Linked DNA regions of Mus musculus: region 1 is linked to region 2. The links are chromatin contacts, called in public HiChIP or PLAC-seq maps. All regions are on one chromosome and are shown on one strand. Each heading gives the region's core, a stretch centred on a gene start, on an enhancer-like site or on the middle of the called end of the contact. The rest is flanking DNA. Distances are from core to core; before and after follow the strand shown.

Region 1 (3,872 bases), core at 894-3,393, 510 kb before region 2:
TCAGAGAGGCATAGTCTCACTGGGAGAAAGGATAGCTTGGACATACCAGGTCAGAGCCAGCAGGCATCCCATGGTACTGGGACATTTCTTCTAAGATGCCATGTCTGATTTATGCACCAGTTTTAAAAGATGGGCAGGTGGGAGTTCAGTGCCCAGTGCCATGTTGAGTGGCTTACAATTGAATATAACTCCAGCTCTGGGGACTTGATACTATGCCACCCTCCCCGTATACAAACCTACAAAACAAAAATAAAAATTATAGAGAGGATCGAGGACAAGTGTAGTTTCACAAAAAGAAGCCAGAAACATTCACTCAGTTGCGGTTTCAACCCAGCCCCATTCAGTTTTTTACGAACGTATTAATTGTACAGGCTAGGTTTCGTTATATTTCAAACATGCACATAATCATGTTGGTCAAGTTCTCCCCCCTTGTAAAGATTTTTTTTTAAGATTTAAGAAAATTTTTTTGTTTTGTTTTGTTTTTGTATTTTTGTTTTTGTTTTTTCGAGACAGGGTTTCTCTGTGTAGCCCTGGCTGTCCTGGAACTCACTCTGTAGACCAGGCTGGCCTCGAACCCAGAAATCTGCCTGCCTCTGCCTCCCAAGTGCTGGGATCAAAGGTGTGCGCCACCACTACCTGGCAAAAAAATTTTAATGTCTATGAGTATTTTGCCTCCGTGTATGTGTGTGCACCACACGTGTGTCTGGTGTCTGAGGAGGTTAGAAGAGAGTGTCACATCCCCTAGAACTGGAGTTACACACAGTTGTGAGCTGCCATGTGGGTTCTGAGAACCAAACCCAGGTCTTCCCCAAGCGCAACAATTGCTCTTAACTGAGTCATCTCTTCAGCCCTACGCTTCCTCTTTAATAAATACATAACTAACTAACTAAATAACTAGCTAAAAATAGCAGTTGCACAGAAGGACCCTCTGAGATGGAGACATGCAGACACCTGCATGGTTAACTCAGAATTTGAAACTAGTGTGAACAGTTGCAGGAGAGCATACTGAGGCACTGAGGGAAGTGGCCTGAGAGTGACAGGCAGGAGTAGAGAGCAGGGTGCCTGGCATTGTGGGGTCTGCTGCCATCAACACTGGGCGGGCAGTACTTTGGGGCAAACAGCCTGGCCGGGACCCCAGCTTGCTACCTGGGAGTTAAAACCTTCAGGGTTACAGCAGGTTGTTTTAGATGCTGTGAAACACTGGTGGCATCAAGGGAGAATGGCCTAGTCAGGTATTATCTTCATTTTCTAGAGCTGGAGGGAGGATGTTACATACCTGAGCCCATATCCTCATAGGGTCCATTCATTCTCACCTCCAGCACTGGACCTTTGGGGCTACCTTTGTGCTTTCAGTAACCACACACACACACACACACACACACACACACACACACACACACACACACACACACACGTGTTCTGTCTTCATGCATACCAGAAGAGGAAATCAAATCCTGTCACAGATGGTTGTGAGCCATGATGTGGTTGCTGGGAATTGAACTCAGGACATGTATGCTCTTAACCACAAGCCTTCTCTTCAGCCCCCCTCTGTGGCTTTTATTGAGATGAGGTCTCTGTAGTCCAGGCTGTCTGTGTGTCTGCCACCAGCCCTGGGTTCTCAGTAATGCTTGCTAACCCACTCACCCAGCTTCCTGGGAGAGGACTGTGAGTTAGCATACGTGCTTCATTGATGAGGCGCTCCATCTCCAAAGACGTGCTCCTTAACCCGCTCTGCAAGTCTGTTAAGGTCTTGGACAAGTGCCATTTTATTTATGAAATCCACACCCAAGTCCCTGCACAAAGTAGGCCTTCTCCCTCCCTGGCCCTTTAGTGTGTGTTTGTAGTTCTTGTAACACAGGCTTTGCATTCTTTCTGTCCAGACCCTAAAAGCTTCCAGGCCAGTGAGGTGGGAATTTTCTTCTCTCGCTCTGCAGAGCCAGAGTGGAGGCAGCTTCTCTCTGTCCACAGGCCCTAACCCTGTCATGTCTTCCCTGCCGTGCTTCGGGACACCAAAGTCGGCACACAGCCCTTGAAAACATGAAAATTGTCTGTGCCCTAGGCTTAGTACGGTCCAGAGTCTCGTGTGTAGCTTGATCCTGTTTAGGGTGAGTTTGTGACCAAGGCATGCAGGCAGGGTCAGGTGTCCGCGTGCTGTGATCTTGCTGCTGGACTCAGCTACCTCCTCCTGTCTGATAGAACACCTAATAGACTAGGTGTTTGCCCGACTTTGAACTTTTAAGCTACGTTCATGTACACAGCAGGCTGTTGCACATTTCATGAGGGTACTTTGACCACCTTGCTCACCCAAGCTCACTTTCTTGTTGAACATTAAATGTGCATTCATAAGGGGGAAACGGAGGGACTCGAGTTTTCTCTTTGATGAAGAGTCCTTGGCCACACGCCAGGCCAATAAAGTGAAAGATCCAGACCGAATTCCCGCCTTCTCGTTCTCCGCGGCCTTCCTGGCATATTGAACTGGCACCCGTTTTTGTTTTTATTTTCGTCTTAATTAGTCATGCTACTGAAAGCAGGCACGCAGCCGTGATCTGCCGAGGGTGTGGAAGGGTGCTCCTGGCTCAGCGATTGGAGGGAAATGGTTGCTGTATGTGTCAGCCTTCCCTGGGAGGACACGGGGGTGGGGGAGGGTAACCCCCTTCTTGGTGTTTCCAGAGCCAAGCTAGAAACTGTAACCTAGGGCTTCGGTGGCAGCTGTGTCTAAATTTGGCGGCTTGGTTACCGCTTTGGGGAGGGGATGCCCTGAGCTTGCCCACACAGGCAGAGCTTTCTCTCCCCCCTTCCTTACCACGTGCTTTACAGAAGAGGGGGTGGGGGGAGCTTTTATCTGGGTGTAATGTGAATTGGAAGCATTGGGGTTATCGTTTTCTTGGGCATTGGGTACAATGGGAATGCTTATACAGGGACACTGTAGCTGGGATCCTAGAGAAACCATTTCAGACAGAGTGGACGGTAGAGACATTCACAACTAACAGGATCTTCCCTGAAACTTGGGTTAGTGAAGTCCCTTATGGCCACTGTTCCCGGGACTGGCCTCATCCAGATATGTGTGCAACCAGTCCTTCATCCCAGGTAGCCATGTGTCACTCGGTGTGCCCTTCAGAAGGACACAGAACTTGCAGCTGACGGCAAACTATGGCTGCAGAGCTAACCTACCAGGAGTGCAAGCCAGCATCCTGTGTCTGCTATGATCAATACTCTCTTGGCACTGTCTCTTGGCCTGTCTGTTTTTCTCTCTGTCTTTCTTGGTTTGTAAGGAGAGCAGAGTGCTAACGTGCTCCTGTGGTAAGAAAAACTATGTAACCCAGCAGAAGGTGGCGGACACCGCTGTTCTATGCACCAGCGTTGTGTGTCGGGATCCCACCTGGGTGCTGGTGGGGACAAGAGGCTCAGGAGAAAGAGGAGTTCCCAGAATTTGGGTTTTAGACAGGTGCAGGTAGGGTGCCAATGGGAGGGAACCTGCTGTTCTGTACCCGAGTCTACAGGGGACTTTTCAGAGGAGTAGAGAGAGGAGGAGAGGCTGTGCCAGAAGGAAGTCATGAAGGGAGGTGTATCTTCCATTACTACTGTCTACTTAAGTGACAGATGGGTGATCCATATGAGTCCTGGATAGCTGGCAGCTTTTCGGAGCAGTAATCTTACATTTTTCTGAGCAATCAACCTGAGGGTTAACGCCACCTGGGTGTTAAGGAAGCCGTTAAACGGGCAGTGGCAAGACCTTTGTTCCCGCTCTTTTCTCCCCCTTTTTTATGGCTGGTTCTGTTTGCAGTTCTTTGGGGCTGGGGGCAGGGCAGGCCTATCACCCTAACAGACTTGGCATCCTTTATGGAACATGAGGAAACCATTGTGCAAGAAGC
Region 2 (3,491 bases), core at 836-3,335:
GGGCACCTAGTTCTGGACCAGAGATGGAAAGGTGGCTTCCTCTTCCCCCAGGCCAAGGAGAACCACCGCTTGCAAGCAGTAAACCCAGATCCTCCCTCCATCTCTCAGAGTCAGGAGTCAGTACTACGAGCCACTCTGAGCTGGACCCAGCCTTCTCTAGACTCAGCATGCCTCTCAGCACCTCTGTTTTCCCTCATTGTGAAAGGATAATGGTAGAGCTACTGCCATGTCCTAAGGCTGGTCAGGAGTGATGGTTACACTATCACAGTTACAATGTCTAAGAGTGTTGGCATGGTGACCCCACCGCTTTCCCTCATGTTGAGGCAAATAATGTCTATTCCTTCAGCTACACTTGGCAGGAAATAAGCGATCCATCTCCTTGACAGCCCTAATAAATCTAAAGCCCTAGTTGCCACACCCCAAGTGCACATATCTCCCACGGCAGGAGAAGGAAAGGGTGGGACTCTCCCAAGCCCTCCTAGACTTCAGGGCTCTGGGGCAGAAAGGGCCTTAAAACAGGGCTAGGTCTTGCTGGGAGGAGCGAGGACCCAGGCTATGCAATCCTGAGAGCTGTGATGAAACTGAGTGGAGAAGGAAATGCCAGAGGGTGGCTGGAATTGGGCAGAGACTCAGCCCTCTTCATGGCACAGCACTGAACAGATCAGACCCCAGACCAGTGGGGACACTGGGTGTGGGCCAGAGCTACGTGTCCATCTGTTACTCTTAGTATTCAGTGAACAACTCTTGCGGTACCAGCTTCACATCCAGGAGGTACACAGCAGGTGCCAGGGACAGCGAGGCAGATAAGACAGTATTTGCTCCAAAGGCCCCAGTACACACATCGCCTGCAGTGCCCGGTGTGGTGAGGGTTGGAAATGAAGCTGCTAACTCCTTTGAAGAACTAGGGAAAGCTTCCTGGAGGAGGTGGCTGGTGAGACAGAACCTGATTGATACTGCCTGGGCCGGTGATGCATAGAGACTCGCTAGTGCACATCCTGGCACTGTATCCGGGACTCTGCTCTCTCTGCTGAGCCTCTGGGATGCCCGGGACGTCCTCAGGCCCAGGCACTAGACTGTTTTCATGACCCCCAGGATAGATATCTGAGGTGGGTATGCAGGGAGTACCGGCCATCTGTTGCAAGTGTTGTCTCGTTTGATTCTTTAGTGAGCACTGTTTCCTTGGATTAAAAACTCAGTGCAACTGAAAAGCAATGTCAGAAGTCCCAGGGAGAAGTCCCCTGACAGTTGGTCTGTCCCAGTAAGTCCAATTGGAGACTGTGACCTGGGCTCACTGGGAAACATTCCCCCCTCTTACTATTCATGCCTGACTCCATGGAAACGGGTTCTTGTTCTGGGAATAATGTGTACCCATGTAGGGAAAGGTCATGTTCATACCCAGGTATGGACAGGGCAGGAAGCACTTTATTTACCTGTTTAGGAAAAAGGGGTGACACTCAGCAGAACCAAACAGTTCATGTTTAGAGTAAACTGGTGCTGCCTCTGAGCTGTGTGACTTGGAAAAAGTTGCTCAGTCTCTCTGTGCCTCAATTTCTTCATCTGTACAATGGGGACAATAGCAGTACCTGACGTGTAGGTTGTGTGGGGACTGCGGAGTTTGTGCATGTGATGCAGCATGTATAGGTAGCAGTGCTGGCCAGCAAGCATGCTTCATGGAACTGCACTCTTATGCCGAGGTAGAACACACTAGGCAACAGCTCTGTCATTGAGCTGCACCCCAGTTCTTCATGTTCTAATCTCTGCATCCCAGTCTGCACTCCAGGGTCTAACCTAGTGAGTGTCAAGTGTCTGTTCATTTCAGCATCCAGACAAGAGTTTGGCTGTACCCTCACTGTGAGGCCCCTGCAGACCAGGCAGCAGCACCTATACCCTAGGACCCATCCAAGATTATCCAGAGACATGCTAGCTCTGGGAAACGCAAGAGCCATTGACACCTCTCAGACTCCCTGGGCTTCAGGGTGGGTATGTTTCCTTGGTTTCATCAGAAGATCTTTGAATTCTTTAGCCCTGAGCACAGGAAGAGGGGCAGAGTACCTAGGAAGCCCTGTGAGTCAGATGAGGGAGGATCATGCATTCACGCGCATACACAAACAAATGTGCCTCTGGGTTGGTCCAGCCTAAGTTTCTCTCCATCTGTGTCTGGAACTCTGGGTACAGGTAAGTCTAGACCCCAGGCAGAGCTGAAAGCTCAAAAGTCCTCAGCCTGAGTGCACCTTCCCTGCAACCTGGGGCAGCTCCCACTTCAGACACTACCCAGTATCCTGCTTCTGCCTGAAGGTCACTTTGGAATCATGCCAGCCCTCCCCAGTCCATCATGGGAGTGCAGACATGCCGATCTCCATAACTTCTGCTACAGACCCAACAGACCCTCAGACCCAGGGCTCTGCTCACTCAGCCTCCCTGCCTCGTCACTTTGCAAAGGTGGGCTGGGCTGGACATGATGGCACCAGAGCTTTCTGATGAATGGAAACAGTGTCTCAGGATGGGAACATCAGGGATGCAGGAGTGGGGTGGGCCTTCCATCTTCCTCAGGTTTCCTCCACAGTTCCCAGAATTTCCAATCAAAGAGCAGTGATGAGCATTGAGAGGAAAAGAGAGGGAAGAAGTTCTCATTGGGATTTCCCAAGACTGGGTGTGTCCTGGGATACAGGGAGTGGCAGCAGAGAGACAGATGCCAGACACAGTTATGAATCATAATGCAAATATCTGATATGTGACTCCAAAGGGGTTGTGACCCACAGGTTAATAGCCACTGCCATAAGGGCTGAGCCTCCAGAACATGGTGCTAAGACATGCACAAAACTAAATCCATCAACATTCAGTTATGAGCAGGGATGAGTTTATAAGGCCCAGCCCTCCCTGAGAACTGACTGGCAGCTAATGGTTACTTGGGGTGGAGTATCATTCTGGTGGTGTAGCCATAGGTAGCTTGCCCTTCCTTGGGTAAATGACCCTCCCCCGACCCACCCAGGTACATGCAGGCAACTCTAGCTAAACACTTCGGAGACGAAATAGACTTGGAGTGAGAGGGGGCTCAGGGGGGAGATAACGGAGAAAATGATCAAAGTACATTGCATATTAAGCATGGAACTGAGAGAGATGAAAATAGATGGATACAGGTTAAAATAAATAATAAAATAGAACGCTGGGCCAAGTGGCTGAAGGCACAGGTCACAAAGCACCTAATGTCGAGTGACTCTGCTTACGTGAAGCATTCAGAGCAGGCAGATCTGTCTGGATGACCGGCACTGGTCGGCAGCTGCCACAGAAAGGGTGGAGTGGTGTGGTACAGGGGGTAGGTACGGCTATAGTAGGTGGGAGCTTGCTTTGCAGGGGTGGGGGGTGATGAAAACACTCTAAATTAGACTGTGTTTAAAGTCACGTATCACTACGAATAAGCTGAAAACCACCACATCACGCACTTCAAATGGATGAGTAGTTGGGTGTGTGAACTGCCCCTTAAAACAGCTGCT

What was found. HiChIP or PLAC-seq counts read pairs in DNA pulled down with a chosen protein or histone mark.
Region 1: a FOXA1 HiChIP or PLAC-seq map of pancreatic cancer cells shows a contact between it and region 2. The contact joins two enhancer-like sites. A contact is called at or near these places in 3 of 115 datasets of contacts at active chromatin or transcription factors (large pre-B cells, pancreatic cancer cells and pro-B cells).

Annotation. Positions count from the first base shown.
Region 1 is chr6:114,930,197-114,934,068 of GRCm38.p6, reverse strand. It overlaps a transcript of Vgll4 not described here. Among named protein-coding and RNA genes, the nearest start is that of Vgll4, 10 kb to the right of the region's middle. Within about 2 kb of position 2,143, at least 123 of the 459 cell types and tissues checked have an H3K27ac peak or open chromatin away from gene starts, as enhancers often do. A contact at or near this core is called in pancreatic cancer cells, where this site is marked.
Region 2 is chr6:114,420,450-114,423,940 of GRCm38.p6, reverse strand. The region is part of intron 1 of Hrh1 (histamine receptor H1); the gene reads right to left. Among named protein-coding and RNA genes, the nearest start is that of Hrh1, 24 kb to the right of the region's middle. Within about 2 kb of position 2,085, at least 26 of the 459 cell types and tissues checked have an H3K27ac peak or open chromatin away from gene starts, as enhancers often do. A contact at or near this core is called in pancreatic cancer cells, where this site is marked.